3 separate regions of the Mus musculus genome follow, and all the other regions are linked to region 1. Evidence: chromatin contacts called from public HiChIP or PLAC-seq data. All regions are on one chromosome and are shown on one strand. Each heading gives the region's core, a stretch centred on a gene start, on an enhancer-like site or on the middle of the called end of the contact. The rest is flanking DNA. Distances are from core to core; before and after follow the strand shown. Region 1 overlaps Slco3a1 (solute carrier organic anion transporter family, member 3a1). Region 2 has its middle 7.9 kb from the start of Gm26176. Region 3 has its middle 8.2 kb from the start of Gm26176.

The links. HiChIP or PLAC-seq counts read pairs in DNA pulled down with a chosen protein or histone mark.
Region 2: a contact with region 1 is called in an H3K4me3 HiChIP or PLAC-seq map of embryonic basal ganglia, with 5 times the contacts expected there. The contact joins two enhancer-like sites. A contact is called at or near these places in 1 of 484 Hi-C or Micro-C datasets (nephron progenitors) and 1 of 115 datasets of contacts at active chromatin or transcription factors (embryonic basal ganglia).
Region 3: an H3K27ac HiChIP or PLAC-seq map of SST interneurons shows a contact between it and region 1, with 8 times the contacts expected there. The contact joins two enhancer-like sites. A contact is called at or near these places in 2 of 484 Hi-C or Micro-C datasets (embryonic fibroblasts and nephron progenitors), 3 of 115 datasets of contacts at active chromatin or transcription factors (SST interneurons, bone marrow-derived dendritic cells and embryonic stem cells) and 1 of 9 other capture datasets (embryonic stem cells).

The regions. Positions count from the first base shown.
Region 1 is chr7:74,323,577-74,327,497 of GRCm38.p6, forward strand. The region is part of intron 5 of Slco3a1 (solute carrier organic anion transporter family, member 3a1); the gene reads right to left. Among named protein-coding and RNA genes, the nearest start is that of Slco3a1, 230 kb to the right of the region's middle. Within about 2 kb of position 1,630, at least 25 of the 459 cell types and tissues checked have an H3K27ac peak or open chromatin away from gene starts, as enhancers often do. A contact at or near this core is called in SST interneurons and embryonic basal ganglia, where this site is marked.
Region 2 is chr7:73,636,274-73,640,194 of GRCm38.p6, forward strand. No RefSeq gene overlaps it. Among named protein-coding and RNA genes, the nearest start is that of Gm26176, 7.9 kb to the right of the region's middle. Within about 2 kb of position 1,683, at least 48 of the 459 cell types and tissues checked have an H3K27ac peak or open chromatin away from gene starts, as enhancers often do. A contact at or near this core is called in embryonic basal ganglia, where this site is marked.
Region 3 is chr7:73,652,362-73,656,282 of GRCm38.p6, forward strand. No RefSeq gene overlaps it. Among named protein-coding and RNA genes, the nearest start is that of Gm26176, 8.2 kb to the left of the region's middle. Within about 2 kb of position 2,265, at least 7 of the 459 cell types and tissues checked have an H3K27ac peak or open chromatin away from gene starts, as enhancers often do. A contact at or near this core is called in SST interneurons, where this site is marked.

The sequences.
Region 1 (3,921 bases), core at 380-2,879:
CCTTATTAGATTAACTTATGCAGACCGGGCTCTTTTAATCTGCACTCATAAATCAACATCATCGGCTCCTGGACTGTCTACACTGCTCTTCTCTGAACTCTGACCCATCTGCTGAAGACTTTATGGGTGGCCTGCAGCCTTGAATGTATAGATGGGGATAAGTGCATGCCTACCATCGTCTAAGAGTGCAGGAGCTACTCTGAGAGCATCTCCTTACATCAGCTTCCCCTAGTGTACCCTGCCAGCTTCTCTGCAGTGTGCTCTCCCCAGTACATACTAACTGGATCTCTGCCACAGGCTAGACATAGGGACAGGAAATGCCTGATGCTGGCCTGCCTAGAGAATATGAAGAAGCCCCGCCCCCTTTTCCTTTCCACCTTGTTAAGCGCTCCAGCACACAGGAATTACTGGGAAACAAACAGACGCTAGGCAGTAGAATTGTTTTTCTGACCTTTCTGCCCTGCAGACTATTGATTTGTTTGTCGATAGAAAACTTAGGCATTTCTTCTAAAATAGGACTTGGTCCCGGAGATGCAACTGTGTAAGAACAACTAAAATGGAAGATATATTGGCACAGAAACCAGGAGTTGAGAGATAAACCCAGGGGTGCTGGAGGTCTAATGCCCAGATTCTTGAGACAACAAAAGCTATAGCTTCTCTTACAGGGGGATGTGTTTTTCTCCTCTGTCCTGCAGGCATTGAAAAGCTGACTGCATTTTACTAATACTTACCAAAAAGTGGATGGTAAGAATGATTAGTGGGGGAGGGTGAACTTGCATTGCCCAGCAGTTTCCAGGGAGAGAAAACTGTGGTATGTTATCATGATGGCCAGGGTTGAATTTCTTTTAAAACTGTGATGTTACATCTTATGAAACACACAAAGACCATCCTGGTAAACTTTCCAACTTGGAAAACTGGATATGCAGATACCTCCATAACCAGCATTCAAGTCAAGCTTAGAACAACTCCAGATACTTTGGGGCTTGGGAGTGTTTGATCCTTGGCACTTTCATAAGAGCCAGGAGAAGAGGCAAATGTCTGGAATCCCAGAGCTAGATTGTAGGCAGACAGGTTGAGCCCAGCAGCATGCTGGCCAGCTGGTTCAGTGTGAAAAAGACTTTGCATCAAAAACTAGGGTAGAGAGGGACTGAAGAAGACACCCACTGTTGACCTCTGGCCTCCGCATGCACATGTGTGAAAATGAACCTGCATATACAGGTACATTACATACATGCACATATACATATTCCACGTAACTAGACTCAAAGGCATACATAAATGCACGCACACACACACACACACACACACACACACACACGCACTCACTTCACACACACACACACACACACACACACACTCACTTGCAGCTGCCTAGGAGGCTCCTGGGTACCTCTCTGTAGCTGTAACCTTCAAGGACAACTGTGGCTCTGGCTTCTTTTACTTTAATTGGCAATTCATCTTTTTTTTTAAGTCCCATAAATACATTCTCTTGTGTGTGACATCTTCCAACCCATACACATTCCCATGGAAGGCTGTGTGAGAATTCGTCCTTTCCTGAGCTGTGTCGTATAGAATGAACAGTCTATAGCTTATTTACCCATTCTGCTGCAGACAGACACTTGGGTTAGTTCCAGCTTGAGATCATTATGCATAAAGCTGCTCTGAATGTTGTTATATATGCATATGTAAATGAGTGGACCTAAACACTCGATTCTGTTGGATAAGTGCCCAGAAACGGAACTGATGGATCACAGCACAGGCATATGCTGAGCTTTAATGGGTGCTGCAAAAACTGCCCGAAGCAGAGGCTCGCTCCCCGGGCATCTCCACTGCAGTGTGGGTTCCAGTTGCTCCTCATTCTCGCCAGCACTCAGCACTATCATCTGGTTGGTGCATCACTGTGCCCCCTATAGATTTCAATGTGCATGTCCCTCATCACCCATGCTGGTCTGCATCCTTTGCATTGATTGGCCATTTTGTAAAGCAATGGGGAATCTCTCTCTATACATATACTGTCCCCCTTCTCTCTCTCTGTTTGTATGTTTGTGTGTGTACATGCATACGTGTTTGTGTGCACGCACAGCTGCACGTGGGTGTATAGGTGCTGGCAGCTGAAGTATGGAACCTTTACCCATGGATCTCCACTTAATTTAAAATTTGTATTTTATTTTATATATATGGGCATTCTCCCTGTGTATGTATGCTTATGCACCATCTGTATACCTTGTGTCCACAGGGCAGAAGAGAACACTGAGTCCCCTGAAACCTAACTTATTGGCAGTTGTGAGCTACCATGTACATACTGGGAATTTAACCTAGGTCCTCTCAAAGAGCAGCCAGTTCTCTTAACCATGGAGCTGTCTTTCCAGCCCCCCCCCCCTTATTTTTTGAGATGCAGCAGCTCACCGAATCCAAGAGTTTACCAGTTGTTTGGACTGACTACCTAGTGAACTCTGGGGATCTGTCTGTCTCTTCTTCCCTCAGTCATGAGGTAATAGATATGCCCTGCCTTGCCAGACTCTTAAGTAGGTGCTGGGCACACAGGCTCACATCCTCATACTCAGGCAGTAGGGGCTTTACTAATCAAACTATTTTATCAAAGATTTATTATTTTTGTTTTAGGTGTCCATGTTTTGCCGGAATGCATATGCATGCAACCACCATGTGCATTCGAGGTGCCTGCAGGTCAGAAGAGGGTGTAAGATCCCTTAGAACTAGAGCTATGGGTGGCTATGGGCCATAAAGTGAGCCTCAAACCCAGGTCCTCTGCAAGAAGAACTCATGCTGTTAATTTCAGAGCCATCTCTCCAGCCCCACCCCAGGAGGTGTTAAAGGGTAAGCTAAGAACACCCTCCTATTTCTCCTAGTTGACAAAGAAGATGAAGTATAGGGGTTGGAGCCCTCTCTGCCACCTGGCCATACACTGCACTCAGCAGCCTTAATCACAGGACCCTCCTCTGCCTTTTCAGAGGAACAGCTGGGCTCTCTATCAAGGGCTGTCCACTCAGGAACCCTCTCTTCTGCAATTCCCTTCTGTTTCATGGCTTAGAAATCTACTTTTATCTTCAGTGTTTTAACTTTCTATAGTATTAACCATGATCCCCTCTTCAGCCCTCAATGGCATGCAGCACATCATCAATTATGTATCATTCCTAGCAAGTTTACATCAGAACTGGCCACGGTGGACACTTCCATCCTCCTCAACTGCTATGTTTTCGCCATTCTTAGTCATGTTCTGAGATGATCAACTCAACTAATGCAGCCTGTTGGTCACGCAAAGAGTGAAGAATAGATTCCTCCCACACGAAAAGCAAGTCTAAGATACACTCTGAGGACATACTGACCACCCCACCTTGGCAATGCTGCTTCTCATGAGGGCAGATGAGTTTTCTTAGCTCAACTTCCAATGATTAGAAGTCTGGTGAGAAGAACTGTAAAGCCTCGCCTCACATTGGGAAAAATTCTGTGATCCATTAGTTATGCCTGCCATGGGCAAGGTCATCAGCATGGGCATGCCTTCTTAACTTTATTTCTTAAAAATATTATTGTGCATGTATATGTGTGTGTGTAGGGGGTGATATAGTGTATTCTGAGATCAGAGGACAGCTTTGTGGAGCTGGCTGTCTTCTTCCATCTTCAGGTGAGTTCCTGGGAATCGAGGGAAGTTAGGATACTTGTGCAGCAAGCTTTACCCACTGAGCAGTCTCTCCAGCACAAGGATATATCTTTTTAGCTCTGTATTTGTGAAGTGTGGATCTTATGCTGCTAAGATCATTCTCATTGTCTAATACATATCTGCTAATCTTTTAAGATGGACTTCTATTGCTCTCTTCCCTTATATATGCTTCGAAATTTCCCATTCATGTTAGTCAAACAACTTCCTGGCCTCTCACAATGCTTTCTACATATACATTATATACC
Region 2 (3,921 bases), core at 433-2,932, 690 kb before region 1:
TGTTTCCAGAAATAAAATCTGCTTTAAAACAGCTTTGAATGGATCGCAGCCAAGATACAAACCCTGCAGATGTGTCAGACAGCTGCCTATTTTGAGGATACTGTCAAACTTGCACCAACGGGGGCCATCATCAGTAAACTACAGCACCAGAAACCCATGGGGGGGCCTCGTGATGCTTCCGGAAGCTGAGCACTAGGATTGATGTTAGAATGGCAAGCTGCTTTTGTTGCGACTATGACTCTAAATCATGTATCATCCTTTTTATGAAGGCCAGAAGCGGATTGATGGGACTTGGGCATACAGAAGCAGTGATCTAAGCACAGGGCATCTCCCTCCATCACAGCACATCTCCCTCCATCTTCCCTGCCCATCCCCAGCACAAGCCAGAGGGCTCAGAAGAGCATAAGTCACCTACTTGGATGTTCCAAGAGTGTGCCCCAGGTCAGAGCAACAGCTAAGGCTTCTCCCCTTTGCTTTCTTCCAGGTTGTATTTCCATAGCAGGACAAGGGTGGCCTGAACTGTGTCTTAGCAAGGGTTTTACTGCTGTGAACAGACACCAGGACCAAGGCAACTGTGAAAAGGACTACATTTAATTGGGGCTGGCTTACAGGTTCAGAGGTTCAGTCCATTATCATCAAGGCAGGAACATGGCCGGATCCAGGCAGACTGGTACAGGAAGAGCTGAGAGTTCTACATCTTCCTCTGAAGGTTGCTGGCAGACTACTCCCTTCCAGGTAGCTAGGATGAAGGTCTTATAGCCCACACCCACAGTGGCACACCTACTCCAACAAGGCCACACCTCCTAATAGTGCCACTCCCTGGGCCGAGCATATACAAACCACTACAACCTCTAAGAGAGCCCATGCAATGGGATTCTATGAAGGCAGGGGAGATCATAATGTGTTTGAGTGTGGGTGGGCCAGATAGAGCCATGAAATTCAGGAGTTCAGGGGTCATGAGAGCCATTAGGGAGCTTGTCTTTCAGTAGCCAGTCCTGGGCTTCCAAGACTGAGTCACTTTTCACTGACCTTTGACAGACACAGGAAGTCTATTCTTTTCACCAGCTATGTGGGTAACATGAAACTCAGTGTCATCTTTCAAACAACTTAAATATTTCATAACTGGCCCCGGGCAGGAGGATCTATGAGAGGTGATTCTGAATCCCTGTCTTTTGTCCAGCAGAGCGACTCTACGCCATGCAAACTTGTGTTTTTTTCCAGGTGAATGTGAGGCTATCTATATTGGGCTACTTTTTCTTTTCTATTGAGCTAGAAGGGGAAGCTGTGGCGTCTACTCCTATTTGTCTTTGAAGAGGAGGTAAGGATAAGGAGGAGAGGCTGCCCGTCTTTAATTGGAGCATGGCAGGTGGTTTTCAAGAGCAAATGGCACCCTTTCCTTGAATGGCACCAGGCACACAATTCATGGGCTTGCCAGGTTTGATGGAAGGATATGCAAATCTGACTCAATTCACAGCCTCACTTAACAGTTCAGTTGTAATTGCATCTAATTGAGGCTTATTCATAAATGTCATTGATGTAAAAAAAACTGCGTTGATGTAGAGGAGTCCACCTCAAAGAAGGATGATTACTTCACAGCGGAAACCCCACTGAAGAACATCACTGTTGCTAAGACAACCGAGAGTGAAGCTGGTTGCCCACGGTTACCCATGTACCAAATGTCATTGGTGGATGAGTGTTAGCTTTGAATGGGCCTCAGGAGCACAATGAGGAAGGGCAATGGGAACTGCCTAAGTGAGTGTGAAGAGACATGTCCTTGCACCCTCCCCTCCCCTCAGGCATTTCAGAGCCCCCCCCCCCCCCCCCACTTCCCAGCCTTTGTCAACTCACTGAAGAATCTGTCTCATTAAAGGCCCATTTGGTCAGAACCTAAAGGTCCTCAAACAGCGCTTCCTTCAAAAGTCATTTTTTGGGGGTGGAGCAGGGTAGGTTCTTTCTCTTTAAAAATTTGTTAAGGGGCTGGAGAGATGGCTGATTCAGTAGCAGAGAGTGCATACCTGCTCTTCCTGAAGAGCTAAATTCAGTTCTCAGTACCTGGGTTGGAGAGCTTATAACCACTTGTAAATTCAGTTCTAAGGAATCCAACACCCTCTTCTGGCCTCCTGGGGCATCGGCACACACATAACATTCACATTCATGCACACACATGGAAATATGTATATATGTGTGTGTATTTATATATGTGTATGTGTATACACACATATACAAATACATATATATGTATATCTTTATATGTGAAAAATATATATTTAGACAGGCTTTCTCTGTATAGCCCTGGTTATCCTGGAACTAGCTCTGTAGATCAAGCTAGCTGTGAATTCAGAGATCTGCCTGCCTCTCTCTTCTGAATGCTGGGATTAAAAGTGTTCACTGCACCCAACTATGTAGAAATAATTAAAAAGGGCTGGAGAGATGGCTCAGTGGTTAAGAGCACCGACTGCTCTTCCAAAGGTCCTGAGTTCAAATCCCAGCAGCCACGTGGTGGCTCACAACCATCCGTAATGAGATCTGACATCCTCTTCTGGTGCAACTGAAGACAGCTCATAAATATCTTTGTCAGGTGTGGTGGTGCACGCCTTTAATCCCAGCACTCAGGAGGCAGAGGCAGGTGGATCTCTGAGTTTGAGGCCAGCCTGGTCTACAGAGTGAGTTCCAGGAGAGCCAGGGCTATACAGAGAAACCCTGTCTCAAAAACAAAAACAAAAACAAAAACAAACAACAAAAAAAGAAATAATTAAAACTTTTTTTTTTTTTTTGGTATGTGAGTGAACTATCTGTGTAATATGTAGGCTTCAAGATGTAGAATTTCTGGGCTGATTTGTGTAGATTTGTAATTCTAACTTGCTTTCCACAGATTCTGTACTGATCTGCATTATCAGGAGCAGAGTACGTGAGAATTCTGCATGGTTTAAAGGCTGCAATCTCCTTGATGCGCTTTGTCCCACGGGGGAACGTACATATTTCAGTTTCTCCAAATGCTGTGAAGATTGCCCGTTACTGCCTTCTTTCTCTGCTTCTAGAAAAAGCTCCAAAGAGACCTGAGCAGTTTTCAACAATCTATCCACCACTTCCAGTGCCCTCCAGATAGGAAAAAGGCATTATCTCTCTGTGCTCACAGATGGACCTGAGCCCTGGGCGTATGCCTTGGATGTTTTTCAAGAATACTCAGGGTCTCACGGCATAACAAAATGTCACACACCGATTTAGGAACACAGGGTGGAGTTTGCTGAGTGTGGAAGAACTAAATATCCCCAAAGCCCAAATCTAGATTTCAGGTCCCTTCTCTCTTCTTTCATTTCTGCCATCTGTTGTTCTTTTTTAAAAACAGGATCTTACTCCATAACCCTGGCTGTCCCAACTTCTGGCAACAAGGGCCTGTGCCCTGGAAGGGTAAGATGAGCTAAAGCCCTTTCCTCACCGAAGCTGCTGCTGGTCCTGGTGTTTATCACAGCAACAGATCCCTCTTCTCCTCAAACCCTCCATTTTTCACAAACCTCTTCTCATATCTTTTTCTTTTTGCTGCTTTTCTGTAACCTACCAAGGTTACAATTAGGGCTGCTTGCATGTGCATGAATGGGGTGGTATTCACTGGAGCACCGGCAAGTCACTAGCTGCTGTAACACTGCATTCAATGCTACCCTCGCTCAGAAACCAGAACTGCCACTCGGCTCTCAGGGAGGGCTACAGGTTCAGGAGTTCCTCTCTCCATCTTAAAAAAAATGTATTTTAATTTTTTTACTTTTAGAGAGATAGGGTTTTGTGAGTGTGTGTGTGTGTGTGTGTGTGTGTGTGTGTGTGTGTGGCCCTGGCTGTCCTGGAACTCACTCTGTAGACCAGGCTGGCCTTGAACTCAGAGATCCACCTGCCTCTGCCTCCTGAGTTCGGGGATTAAAGGTGTGCGCC
Region 3 (3,921 bases), core at 1,015-3,514, 670 kb before region 1:
ATACCTAGTTAAAAAATAAATTAAAAAAAAGAACCATCATTAATTTATGGTTTGAAAAAATTAAGGTTACAAGATAGTGGCACCAAGAGCCCCTGGTGGCAATGTTCTCCCTGCTGGGTTTCAGTTCTTTTGGTCTGATCTTTTGCTACCTTCCTAGTCCTCCCACTTGGAATGGGAATGTCCGTTCTGTGCTGTTTTATAGGGGAAGAATTTAATTTATTTAAAATATAATTTTCTTTTCTTTCCTTTTTTTTTTTAGATTTTAAATTTATTTTTATTATATGTAAGTACATTGTAGCTGTCTTCAGTCACCCCAGAAGAGGGAGTCAGATCTCATCATTACAGATGGTTGTGAGCCACCATGTGGTTGCTGGGATTTGAACTTCGGACCTTCGGAAGAGTAGTCGGGTGCTTTACCCACTGAGCCATCTCACCAGCCCCTCCTTTTTTTTTAAAACTAGATATGTGTGTGCTTGAATGTATGCATGAACCCATGTATGCAGGAGCTTAAGGAAGTCAGCAGGCATCAGGTTCCCTGAACTGGAGTTACAGTTCAGTTGTGAGCCATCAATCATGTCAGGGCTGGGAATTGAACCCTAGGTCTTCTGCAAAAGCAGTCAATGCTCTTAACCACTGAGCCAATTGTTTAGCTTCCCTCTCTCTTCCCCATAGTTAAGAGAGTCTCAGAAGGAACACTGGGCTCTGAAACAGTGTTGGAAGTATGGGGACGCTGTTTTGCAAGGAATCTCTAGGAGGTGGAGCCTCGCTGGAGGAAATGCTTTGATGGAGAGTAGGTCTTTACGTTCATGGCTGTTCTACTTCCTGTCCCATTTCTGCTTCCTGGTCCGCTGGGATGTGATCAAGTCCTGCCATGTGCTCTCACCACTATGGGGCCACCAGCCACCATCCCTTTCCTTTAGTGATGGTTATATCCTTTTAAACTATAAGCCAAAATAAACCCGTACTAGTCAAATTAGTAAGCGGCAGAGGAAGCTGGGAGTGGTAATGCCTGCTTGCAATCCCAGCATGCAGGAGGCTAAGGCACGGCTGGGAGAATAGCTTGGCCTATGTGTAGGAAGGCTGCAGCTCGGCAGTAAAGCACCTTCCTGACGAATTTAAGGTCCTGAGTTTGATTCCCAGTACTACAAACAAAGGCAACAAAACCCGATGGTCCTATGCCCATGTTCTTCATCATAGTTAAACAACCAAACTTGGGATTTTCTTCGTAACACCATGGCAAGAGGCTGAGGGTGGGCTCTAGTGAACACCCCGAGGGTGAGCTCGGAAGCCGCTGGTTTTTCAGTTCAGGTCCTGACCCTGGCTGACACCTTAATTCTAGCCTTCTGAGAGAGCCTGAGGCAGGATCTAGCTAAGCTAGGCCCAGTGTGTTAGTCAGCTTTCTGTTGCTGTGACAAAAATCCTCTAGGTAAATAACTTCAGAGGATAAAAGGTCAGTTTTGGTTTGGTTTCTGGTTTCAGTCGACAGTTGCTTGACCCAGTTGCTTTGGGCCCTGGGCAGCGGAGTATATCATGGTAAGAGCATACAATGGAGGTGTGTGCTCACCTCATGACAGTCAGGAAGCAAAGACACAGGATGGCTTGGGTCCCCATATCTCCTTTAATGACATGTGCTCCTGACCTGTCTTCTTTACATGTCCCCATCTTGTTCCACCATCTCCCAACAGCCTGGCTTTTCACTTGTCTTCTTGAATGCTGTACAACCTGAGTCAAGTTCCATGCGGTAGGAACTGGTGTTTCTCACTGCCATTTGTTCCTGCTCCTCTCTTTTTCTTGGGAACACCAAGGGGTTATGTCCCAATTCCTTGCGTGTGGATGTTAATTGTTGGGCTCTGAGCAGAAATTCGACTGGTCCCTTAAGGCTGAGGCGAGAATGAGCTGTGGGCTTTCTCACTTTATCTAAACCTGTCCCTGGAAGGGGAGGGTGATGGGGCTGACACAGTTGGAGAAGGTAACAGAGTTGCAGTGTGGAGAGAACTTGGCTCTCTATATAACTGACCACTAGAGGGAGTCCTCCCCACTTACTGGACAAGGCTGCGGAAAGGCAACCCTGTTGTCACTTGTTAAACTGTGAGATTTTTTTTTTCCTTTTAGTAGCAATTCTCTATTCTGACAAACTTGATATCCAACCCCTCTGAATCGTGGCTATTTTTGGCTGCTTGGTCAGTTAAACGGATTAACTTGGTGTATAGTGCTGGTGTGCGGTCCAGGGATGCCAGCTGCTGTCTGTGAGCTCCGGAGAGGATGCAGATTTTTGCCAGCAATGTCAGGACTCACATTCTCACAGCATCACCAGAAGGTGCCAGCGTGCCGACCACCTGATTGGGCCAGCCTCTGTCCTAAGGATACTTGATGTGGCGTATCAAGACCAGTGATGAGACCACTCTTGAGACCAGTGATGAGTGCAGTGTTAGTCCCAGTGAGGATCGTAGCAGCTGAGGCCATGACGAGTTACAGACACAGCAAAGGGCAGACTATAGACTCCCAGTGCTTCAGCCTCAAGACAAGCTCCATGAGTTTTTGGAAAAAGTGACAGAGAAAAAAATTATGTCTCTCTACAACGTCCATCTACTTTCTTTCTCTCTGGGGAAGCGTTGCTTTTCCTCTTCAGCTTTCTCTCCACGACAGAAGGATCTGCCTGCATAAATTAATCTTTCGGCTTATGCTTGGCTCCAGATGTGGAAGGACGGTCTTCCTTCTTTCTCTGTTCCAGGGTCCCATGTGTGTGTTTTGTTTGAATCCTGTGGGCTCTGTGTGAAGCTGTGCAGAGGGAAATTGGTTTGGGAACCCAGCCCATGTCCCAGTCTTTCCCAGCTCCCCTCAGCACTGGGTCTCTTGAGGCCACAGGGACACTTTAAAGCTCTTACCATTTCAAAGACAGTACAAACTGTGGTGGGATTATAACTCTGAAAGTGGCCTTTTCCCTTTTTCCCGTGGAGTGTTCCAGAAGCACCTTCCATTTCTTTATTTCTTTGTGGAGCAGAGGAAGATTTTGTTTGCAATCCCACAAGAATCAGAAAAGTTTCAACTTTTGGGTGTTTTTATTCAAATCCAGATACATCGGGGCTGGAGAAATCCATCTGCCTCTAGCCTTATTTTTTTTTCCAATTTCTATGGCTTCTTTGGGAATTTTACATTATGCACCCTGATCAAATTCATTCCTCAGAATTTCCATGTCCTTCCCTGCACCATTGTGGCCTCCCCCAACCCCCAAAATAAGATAAAAATTGGACCCATGTCCAATTTGAGTCATTTGACCACTGGAGCATGGTCAAACTCTCCACGGCCTGCCACTTAAATAGAACCGAGTCTTCCTGTTTCCGCAGAAGACGTCGCTTGTGGGGAGCTACACTTGAGCATCCTATCACACCTTTTAAGAGTTCTCTTTCTGTTTAGGTTCACACTCTTTTTTGAGATCGGATTAGGAGGTGTTTAGCCTCCTCAGCATCCTGGCTTAGTCTTCCAAGTGCCCAGATTACACACTCAGTTTAGAGGGTGAAATATGTTCAACAATGTAACTTTTTTTGGTTGTTATTTAAAAACAATGTGATTAGACAGAAACAGCCCTATCTTTGGGGTTTCGGAAACTGACAGAAGATGGCGCCAGAGAGCCGATGTGGAGATGGATGGGGTCCTGAGCTGAGAAAGTCCCTGAAAACAAGTGGCCCAGGAGCATCTTAGCATCCTGGTATGTCTCTCTCTCTCTCTCTCTCTCTCTCTCTCTCTCTCTCTCTCTCTCTCTCTCTCTCTCTCTCTCTGTGTGTGTGTGTATAAAAGCCATCATTGCCCAGGACCATCTTAGCATCCTGGTGTGTGTGTATATGTGTGTGTGTGTGTGTGTGTGTGTGTGTGTGTGTAAAAGCCATCATTGCCCATTCTCCCAGGCTCACTGTATCACAAGAC